Regions from separate parts of the Gossypium arboreum genome. Here region 1 is linked to region 2. The links are chromatin contacts, called in public Hi-C maps. All regions are on one chromosome and are shown on one strand. The core of a region is the stretch at or near the end of the contact, and the rest is flanking DNA. Distances in the headings are between cores, read along the strand shown.

What was found. Hi-C and Micro-C count contacts between places; a contact is called where the count stands out from the background.
Region 1: a Hi-C map of leaf shows a contact between it and region 2, with 5 times the contacts expected there. The contact joins the promoter of LOC108473884 here to the promoter of LOC108473382 in region 2. A contact is called at or near these places in 2 of 5 Hi-C or Micro-C datasets (both in leaf).

The regions. Positions count from the first base shown.
Region 1 is chr11:117,741,032-117,746,513 of ASM2569848v2, forward strand. LOC108473884 (probable ribose-5-phosphate isomerase 3, chloroplastic) reads left to right here and starts at 3,485. Exons shown (of 1, transcript XM_017775689.2): 1 at 3,485-4,914. The coding sequence starts at 3,871. The coding sequence ends at 4,716. It also overlaps the pseudogene LOC108473885.
Region 2 is chr11:117,280,248-117,285,689 of ASM2569848v2, forward strand. It overlaps LOC108473382 (probable ubiquitin-conjugating enzyme E2 37), which reads left to right and starts at 1,843. Exons shown (of 3, transcript XM_017774907.2): 1 at 1,843-2,199; 2 at 2,283-2,363; 3 at 2,458-2,817. The coding sequence starts at 2,078. The coding sequence ends at 2,632. It also overlaps the pseudogene LOC108473380.

The sequences.
Region 1 (5,482 bases), core at 2,235-4,734, 460 kb after region 2:
TGAATGATCGAGTGGAGCACATCTCTGTACAAGCTTATGGACTAATATGATGGCATGCATACCTAGTCATTCACAATTTTTAAATGAGGGAGGGAAGCAGGTCGGAGGAGCAAGCATCATAGTTGGTCATGATGGTAATCATTGAGTCGGATATCTTTCAGTTCAGTTCATTCAATAACTAGAAGTTTGAACTTCCCTCCACAATGACAGAATCAAACTTGATTTGTAACCAAACTCAAACTTGAGTAACTTCCTCTACTTGCCATCCATATTTCTTTCACAAAACTAGCTTGAAGCTAACATGGCACGTTTCAAGAATATGAACAAATATCTTCCAAGACAGATGAAAGAATCTTCGGAAGAGAACAGTCTGGTCTAGTCTAGTTATTAATCAAAGGAGAGTTGAATTCCACATTCAAACATGTACAATTCCAAAACGACTGAAACAACAATTGGGTGCAACAGTTTATGCCCTCACAAATGTACCTTTTTTTCCAGAACTCAGGTGTTCTATAATTTTTTTTTCGTCAAAAGTAATTCAGTAATCAAAACTAAAAGAAGAAGAAAACAAAGTTACAAGTGTCCCAAGCCAAAAGGGTTCATCCATGTTCCATGTTCTTGATTTTCCCTTGGCAACTTTCAAGGTCAATGTTCCTCAATCTGCTTCAACCCCTTCATGTCTGTCGTTTCCACCCTACATTACAAACAAAATATCACCAGATTTAACAGTTAATATATATATATATATATATATATATATGTCTGCATATATAATGGAAGTCGCATCTCGTTACTGCAACAACAAGAGGAAATGCAATTATCAGATATATCTTGCGTTGCATATGCCATACGTATACGCTAAGCCAATCATTAGTTTGTGCAATGGTGATAAATTTATTTACGACATTAACCAGAAGTAAAAATATCTGGGAACATGCAGGAATTGAAATTATGGAACAGGTGATGGTCAAACTTGTATATACGCAATTCACTAACATAATAGCCAACAAATCCTTACGGAGGTTGATATCGCTGCTTGGAAGTGATCTAGAAACTCGCTAGTTGCTAATAAGAAGGAAAAACAGGATATGCCGTATCTTATGCTACGTCAGCTGCTTTGCTAGTTATAGGCAATGCAAACAAGCTCTGGGTTCATGTAGTTTCAGAATTTTGAAAGCTCAGGTGTGAGAAAGATAATTCAGTATAAAATAATCACTCTTATCCCTCACTAATAACCATCACTGTATGTTCAAATCGATTTGACATGTGACTAAAGCATGAGTTCATCCCTTGAACAATATGTAAATACTAAAATTTGTCAGTGGATTCTGGCAGTATAGAAAATGACATAAAATGATGCAGAGAAGGAATTTTTAAGAACTTACGTTGATCCATATAAAGCAGTCTTCTGAATTTTTGTGATTTCAGAACCCGACTGGTTGTCTTCAATAACTATTGTCAAGCTGGTAAACATAATAAAGTAATTTTAACATTAGTATGGTTAACGTGATGATCAAGACTAAACCCGGTACATTAGTGGACAAACTATAAACATACCTAAGAACATTCTGAAACTTGACACACTTTACGGCTACTGGTTTTCCCTGCAAAAGGAGAGAGAATGATTTCTTAAAATATCCTTACTTAATAGTAGTTTTCCGACAATGAAAGACTGACAAAGAAGAGCTACCTAAAGATTGTCTGGAGATAAAACAGCAGTGTCACTTGGAGGGAAGTCATTGACATTACTACATTCAAGTACAATGAAATATCATCAGTGAAATGTTAAGCCAATCCCGAGAATGTTATAATTCAAATTACCTAAACCCCATATGTTCCCTGTTCCTAAAAAGTTTCACCGTCTTTGGACCTGCAGAAGACAATCTTCATGGTAAAAAACTACAACAATCAACAACATCAAAGGTTAAATTAGTAAGGGTGGGATTTGGAAGCGGTATTCAATGAGGTTGAATTCGTGATCAGTTATTCAGATGCATAAATGTACAAATTAAAAGATACATATAAACATAATTAATAAAGATTTATTTGAAGATAATCATATACACAACTTTACCTTCCTCTTCGGATCCCTTGACGACAATGGAATGTAGTTTGACGACTTGAGTGAAAGGGATATATATGAAGAGTTGTTCATCTGCATCACTCTCTAGATTAAAACCTTCATCTTCTCTATAACCCTAAATAATCCATGACCATAAAACTTTTAATTATTTCATAATATGCAATTCCCACTAAAGCAACTTAAGACAAGATAAATGCACTGGACAATGAAGTCAACCCTAAAGTTATAAACTAAACCATGATTTTTCCAACATAAAAAAAGTACAAATGTCTGCCTAAATAATTCAATGACAATTGAAAATTAGCTAGTATTAAGGGAGTAAAAATGAAGAACAGGGAAACAAGAATCGCTTGAAGAGAGTTACCTGTGTTGGAAATTGGCCTATCATGCTGCTGTGATATTTTTTTTTGTTAAAGTGCATGCAGCACATAAAGCTGCTGTAATATCTCCGGATGAAGTACATGTAGCTTGTAAACATGCTGCAGCAAATATGCTTGCTGTAACAGCAAGATTTTCTCTTTAGTTTCATTGTAATCAAACTAGTTGAAAATGAACAAGCTGATGACAGCTTGATATGTTTAGGTGTTGAATGACTAGTTTAGGTGGCTTGTTTATGTGTACAAGCAATGTTTTCAAGTTACTAAGCTACTTAGTGGTAGTAGGGAGTATTTAATGATGCAAATGGCTATAAATGTATTGTTTTTCTTATTGAAAAAATGAGCAAAATGAGCTGAAGCCATAGCTCCCTTGCTGCACATTTGTGAGCAAGTAAAAATACTGCCTTGTTCTGTCCTGTATTTCTTCCTCTGCTTCAAAAAAAACACCAACAATCTGCTTGAGAGCATTGGACAGGGAGTGACCAGAGCTTTGGTCAAGGCATTCAACTCCAGACCAATCAATAAAGTCCAAGAGATCAGCCTAATAAACAAAAAATTTCCCAATCAAGTTAAAGATTTTAAGAATCTTTCTTGCAATTACACCAAGAAATATGTGATGAAAATTTTATATACAACATAGTAACAAACGAATCTTTTTCAATCAACCAGAAAAAAAATCCGAAAGATAATCAGTTGCCAGATTCCTTGTTTTTCCCACTAAATTTCTCAAGTTGTTTCAGAAACCAAACAAATGGTATAGAGAAAGGTAGAAACTTTATTGGAATACTCACTTGGTTTCTTGAATTGCAGTAGCTGATTCAGCAGCCGCCATGGTTTAAGAGGTTAATGAGATTGCTGATATAAAAATTGTCATGTGAAGGAAAAAGAATCACAAGGAGCGAGAATAATTGTAAAGAAAGTTAAAAGACAGACTTTTATAGTGCCCACTTTTAATGGTTAATCAAGAAGGATGTCAGACGCTGCCTTTAAAGTTCAAAGCCATGTTTTTGAGAGCTTTGCCTTGCTGATCAAACCAAAATGACAGTAATTTTTTTCAGATGGCCAAGAGATAATATTTTTAGAGAAGAAAGAAGCCTCCTTTTTGAGACAATCTTCAGTATAGATATCCAATCCAAATTCTCAAACCTCACGAGGCCCAACACCCCTCTCAAGTTCTCAAACAAACAAAATAAGTCCCCACCAACCAATAATGTAATCATCTAACCAATTAACCAACCAAATCTCAGCAGCCCCTTCTCCCTATCCTTCAATCTTTGACCTCAAGTTCTCCTAACACCAACAAACACAGATCATATATCAAAGCAAATGCAATCCAACAGCCACTGACCACAACCTTTCATCATATTTACAACCCCATTTTCAGTCTTTCATTCCATTCACCAAAAACCAATGGCTTCCTTATCCCTCAACCTCTCCTCCCTCCACCACACCTCCACCAACCCTCTTATCCTACGCTGCACCCCTCTGAACCTACGCACCCCATCCCAGAAACCATTCTCCATTAGGTCCCAAGCCGCCCCAGTGCTTTCCCAAGATGATCTTAAAAAGCTTGCAGCTGACAAAGCAGTTGAGTCAGTCAAATCAGGCATGATCCTAGGCCTAGGAACAGGATCAACAGCAGCTTTTGTGGTCGACAAAATAGGCCAACTCCTTTCCACGGGCCAACTTTCTAACATCGTAGGTATCCCAACTTCGAAAAGAACACAAGAACAAGCTGCATCACTTAACATCCCCTTATCTACCCTTGACTTGCATCCCCGTATTGACCTTGCTATTGATGGTGCTGATGAAGTTGATCCTAACCTTGACTTGGTTAAAGGCCGAGGCGGTGCACTTTTGCGTGAGAAAATGGTTGAAGCAGCTTCATCTTCCTTCATTGTAGTAGCCGATGAAAGTAAGCTAGTTTCAGGGCTTGGAGGGAGTGGTCTAGCTATGCCTGTTGAAGTTGTGCAGTTTTGCTGGAAATACAATCTAATTAGACTGCAAGGGCTGTTTAAAGAGTTAGGTTGTGAAGCAAAGTTGAGGTTAGTAGGGGATGGTAGTGAAAAGCCTTATGTCACTGATAATGGGAATTACATTGTGGATTTGTATTTCAAGAATCCAATTAAAGATGGGTTTGGAGCTGGGAAAGAGATTTCTGCCTTGGAAGGTGTAGTGGAACATGGGCTGTTTTTAGGAATGGCTACCTCTGTCATCATTGCTGGGAAAACTGGTATAGAGGCTATGACTAAGTGAATAAGTGTTGACTGGAATTTACTTTCTGTGAGGGGGTAATTTGTTAAAAAAGAAAAAAAGAAAAAAAAATTGATTCTGTGTAGAGTGATTGCAGAATGTTGAATGATTGAGGGGATTTTAGAAAGGAATTTTATTGGTTAATGAATATGTAGTTTTATGGTTATTGCTTTTTCATATTTAAGATTCCAATTTTCTGTATTTTCTTGGGTTACCTTTTGGTTAAGGGATTCAATTTTTTTTTTTTTTGAAAAAGAAGATTTAGTACATTAATAAAATGCTAATAAAGTTAGAGCCCAAAAGACCTTATTTGCATCAGGTTGTCAATATCCTCCTGCAGAAACTTTCGTACATGTGACGTTGGATCAATGAATACAGCCAATTAATTCATTCCACTACTTGCTTCATTTGCTATGCAATCAGCATTGTTACTTTCCCTCAAAACATATTATTTTGAAATTTAAATTGTCATTCTCTATTACACTACTCATGATTCAGTCAGACTTCGACTATACTGTTTGTTGCAAAGTCATTCCTAATAATATCAATCAACAGGGCATTGTCACTTTCCACTTTAACCTATCCAAAACCTCTCATCCATGTTAGCTTCAAGCCTTCAAGGATAGCCCGAGCTTCAATTTGGAAGATATCAATCGTACCTCTAACCATTTCAAAACCCACCAACCACCCTCTGCTTGGTCCTCTAAGCATTCCACCTATTGTTGCCTATTGTCTACTTGTCAACATCAAGCCATCAATATTATTCTTG
Region 2 (5,442 bases), core at 593-3,092:
CCAGGCTAGCCTGAAGCGCCTTGATGTCGATTACATTGATCTCTACTACCAGCACAGGGTCGACATAAAACACCAATAGAGGATACTGTAAGTGCTCCATTATAAAACATCCTTTATTTTTCTTGGTTAAAATGCTTAATGTGCGGTGGAAATATGATGTTAAGCTGCTTTTCTTAATTCAATCTTAGATGGGGGAACTGAAGAAGCTGGTAGAAGAGGGGAAGATAAAGTACATTGGTTTATCTGGAGCTAGCCCTGAAACTATAAGAAGGGCACATGTTGTTCATCCCGTCTCTGCCATAAAAATGAAGTGGCCGCTTTGGACTCGCGATAGCAAGGACGAAATAATCCCCCTCTGCAGGTCTCCTCAAAAACCCAACACTGGTTTCATAGAAAAATAGTATACTGAATCATTAAAAGTATAAGTTGCCAAAGTATAAGTTGCCAGGAATTTGAACTTTGGTTTTTGTTGTTCTACTTCTATCCTATCTCTTATTGTAGTGAAGGTGAACTATATCCTCTGTTACATGTTATTTAGATTTTGTTTTTCCTTTTACTTCTCAAATTCAAGCAAAAGGAATGCTTAATTAGTTTAATGTGTCCCAATATGCAGGGAACTTGGGATTGGGATAGTTCCATATAGCCCGCTCGGTCGTGGTTTCTTCGGTGGCAGGACTGTTGCGGAAACTGTGCCAGCAATTAGTTTTCGGGTATGGAAAGAAGTTCTTTATCGATTGTTTCTTTTGGCCAGTCAAGTTCTTTTTGGCTTTAATCTATACTCAATTGTGCATAGAAACAATCCTTCTAATTAGTACCCTTTTTTTTACTGATGGACTTCTTTAAAGACATTTCACCCGAGATTTCAAGGAGAAAACTTTGACAGTAACACAAATTTGTATTTGCAGATGGAGAACTTGGCTCAAAAGTATGGAGGCACCCCCGCACAGCTATCACTTGCTTGGGTTCTTCATCAAGGGGATGATGTAGCACCCATTCCTGGTGAGTCACATTCTTTGTTTTCGGCATCCAATTTATTCTTTTGATATTAGACAATACAGATCATTCAACAACATTCTAAGCAGAATTGAACACAATTCCCTGGACATACTGTACAAACACATATCGTAAATGAGCCTTGTTTTGTCTGATGTTGCAAACAGAAGGAAAACGGGGAAATACTAGGTTGGCTGTTCGAGAAAAGCTGTACAAATCCAGCATTCTGGTATAGTGAGATTAATTACTGATTGATAAATTTGCACATACATTTTGTTTAATTGTGAAATAGTTTGTTGCTGGTTTTGAATAATGCAGAAAGCAAAAGAAATTCTTCAGTTTAAGATGATGAAAACTGGATTAGCCAATAAGATAGAGGAGAAAAGAGTGACGGTTGAATCTTTGATGGCTACCAAAAGAGATGCTGCAGAGAGTGTGGCAAGCTTAGAGCGTTTGAAGATGAGAAGGAAGAAGCTAACGAAAAAGCTGAAAAGAAGAATCAAAGACTTCCAGAAATTGCAGACATTGGAGGTTGAGCTGACATCGGAGATGAGTTCCCCTTGAAATAGATATAATGAATAATTTAATTTCAGTGTTGAGATAGGTATGCATAAGGCCACGTTTAAACATTATGCCGATACTTTTGGGTGGACATTTTAATAAGCGCTGGAATAGACTTGTTGATATATGTTACGGCGACTCTTTGTATAAGAGTTAAAAAAACCTAAGTCAACTCTTTTTGAATTACACTGCCTCTTTTTTAAATTGTTTAAATTTATACATTTAAGTAACCTTTTTTAGTATTTGCAAAATCTAATCATATCTCGATTTTTAAGAAAAGTTGGAAAATATACTTATTAATTCTTTATTCTTTTTAATTACCTTTAATTTTTAGGTTTACCATTCTACCTCCTGTCTCCTCTCCCTATTTCCAAATCAGTTTCAAAACAAAATTCCGTAAGTGCACTACTGTGTTTGTATATAATTTTCGAAAAGGTTTGGCCGCTCGCTAAAAAATCAGAAGCCCCCAATATTTCATTTTTAAAGCGCAAAAAACAAAAAGTCAAACCAGAAGAAGAAGTAAATGGCACAAGCAGCAAGGCTAAAGCTGAGAATGCAAAAGGAGCTGAAGCTCCTTCTCGTCGATCCTCCTCATGGAGCTTCCTTTCCTACCCTCTCTTCACGACATGATATTAATCCACGCCCGTATGTTCATTCTCCCTCTCGCTTTCGCTTCACCCAGAAAATGGATTCAAAATCATTCTTTTTTGTTAATATCCAAAATCTAGATGTTGTTTAACCGAAATAGGTCCTGAAGAAATTTTTTATAGCAAAGGGATCTTCAAGATTAAGATTCAGATACCTGAAAGGTATATCTAAGTTGCATAATGAATTTCAATTTTTCTTTCGCATTTTCTTTTATTAAAAGGAGGTTATTGGGTGTTTTTTTTTTTTGCCTTAAAGGTATCCGCTTCAGCTTCCGATTGTGACTTTTGCGACGCCAATTTATCGCCCGGACATCGACAATGGAGGTGGAATTTGCCTTGACATTCTCTATATTATTTTGTTTCTTTTATTATTTTTTTGGAGGGGGTTTTTGATTCATACCCACCTCAGATTTTCTAAAGATTTACAGTAAAGGTTAGTCCTTTCTCAGATCCATTGATGTTTTGACAACTTCTGTTGGTTTCCCTCTATTCTGGAGATTGTTTATTTAAGCATTCATCGATGTTAATATTTGATGCAATTTTAGGCAAAAAGGAATCTATATTTCTTGTTTCTTCATTGTCTTTATTCTATCGTATGCTATTGATTGTTTGGAAATTTGAATCTGTTAAATGTTTTCATTGATTTGATGTAGCTTGTTTCTATTTTTATGCATACAAGTCTTGGAAAAACAATTTCTTAAGTTTGATTTTATTATAGCGTGAATTGATAGACAAGTATGGTAGGGGATAAACTTGACGGATGAGATCTTGACATTTGTTTAGGTTTCTAACTTTAAGACTTTAGATTTATATTCACTCACTGTTGTTGACCGTATCTGCAATATAATGGATCCTTGATCTTCATGCGAGTGGAACCAAGTTTAAGGTTATTGAACTTTCAATTTTTTACAGGGACCATTAAACATGAAGAATAGACTGTGTTTGATGTTTAAGTTTCTTTTTTAGTTGGTAAAGGACACTGAAAATTTTATGCTAAAAAGCCATGTCTGCCTCATTGATTTCTCTTTAAATGATGGTTGCCATGCCCCCTGTTTAGATGAGGACCATACTCTTCATTTCATATATCAAATACTTCAAGGAAACAAAACTTCCATTTTAGACTGCATTAGCTTTATGTAATACAATATCAATATCAATATCCATCGTCTTAGGTGTTTTTTTATTTGTTTACTTTTGTATATTGGGTTGATTACAGGCGGTATACATTTTGGCTAAATGTTAGTGTATTTTGGTTGTTGGATTGATTTTTGTAGTGAATATTTAACTTTTAATTAAAATTTAATTTTCTATTTTTAGTTGTATTTAAAACACAATTTCTATCATTATTCACTATAAATGTTTATGAAAATATATTAATATTGAAATAATAAAAATAGAAAAAAATTGCTCTGGATGTGTCTATCTCAACTTTTTTAAGCTTGTCTTAGATGAATTTATTCCAACCTTTTTAAGAGTGTATTAGACAGGTTGATCTTAACTTTTTTTAATGTTGCCTTAAACAGGTTTATTTCAACTTTTTTTTAAAGGTTGTTTTAGACGGGTCTATCTCAACCTTTTTATGGTTGCTTTATATGGGTCTATCTTAATCTTTTTTTAAAGGTTGCCTTAGACAAGGTCAGCTTATGTTGACTTATGCCAATGCTTTTTCAAAAACGTCGCTGAGCTTATGCCAACTGTACTATAGGCAACCTTTTTAGAAGCATCGGGAGAAGCGTCGCAAAACCTATGCCAACTTTTTTTGCTTCTTCTTAGGTCAAAAAAAGTGTCGCGGTAGGCTTGTTTTGTTGTAGTGCTTGTTGCACATTTGTGAGCAAGTAAATTGTTCTTTGTTTCTTTCTCCTTTGTTCTCTGTATTGTTGCTGTTGTCAAAAACCCAACAAATGGTATCATGTGCCCAAGTATTTGAGGACTTATTTTTGCTTCTGCTACTTGTTAAGAAAGACAAGAAGCTATTAAAGCCTGTCATATTTGAAGGCTGCTTGTAAAAAAGACAGTAGTAGCTTATCCCTGTGAGACTCCCAAACAAGCTTGGGATAAGTTGAACGAGGAGTTGATGGAGTATGTGCATGAAGACACGCCACAACAGGAGGGAGTATGTGCAAGAAAAAATAGAATTGTAATGAACAAAAGAACAATGCAAGATGTATTTGAAGGCAAGTTGCAAACCAAGGTTGTGAAGGAGGAGAGGACTCCATTTGATGAACAAATATTTGACATAAAAGACTAGGATAGTCAAGTGTGTGGATCAGATTTGGTTGAGAACGAGACCAAGGTTGAAGATGAATTACTTGAGCAGGGTCAACTTGAAAAGCATTTTGGGACTACCAAGCTCAAAAAAACTTGATGAATGATTGGTATTTGCAGCATGGAGGCCAACGAGGAGTGTTGAAAATGACCAACCATGCTGCTTGATGCGTCGTTGAGAGCATCAAAAAGATCCTATCTCTATAAAATAATGAAAAGAATAATACAAGGGAAGTAGGGTCAAATCCTCAGGGACTGGACTTGTACAATTTCCTATTCCTCGAGATTCCGGGCAAAATCGTGCTCAAGAAAACTGGCGTATCTGGAAAAAAATAAAAAAAAATTGAATTAAAAGTTTGATTGAGTTGAAATTGCATAAATTGAAATTAAAATTGTAAAGATAAATAGAGTTGAGAAAATAAAGTTTTTTGATGGAGAGATTCTAGCCTCTGGTTATCTCGATCCTCTTTTGGTTCAATCCTAGGTTTTTATGTAAACCTTTTCAAACAGAATAAGTCAGTTATAGTGGAAGATGACGCCTATGACCACCAGCTCCATTTAGATTTTAGAATTAAGATTTAGAGGAGTCTGAATCTAGTTAACTGTTACTTTTGTGGGACTGTCTTACACTGGATCATCATTTCTCAATGTGAATACCATGCCATTTTGTCTCTTGGGCTCGACAACTATTGACGCAGTAAGCTAATGTACCGACTATGTGACCTTCCCAAAACATACAAAGTGGCCGTCTTTGTACAAGATGAAAAGATCACTTTTGAAGGGACATGGACGGATGTGTCAGCCCTGTAATACGGAGAAACGATGAATATTCGTTGAGAAGGCTAAACGTAGATTCTAAGTGTAACCGCCCAAACCCAGCCTAGACGTTATGGCTAGATTAAGAAGGCTACATTAGCCATCGAAATAGTTAAGCTAACTTACATTACTTTTTAATAATATAAATAAACTCATTTTA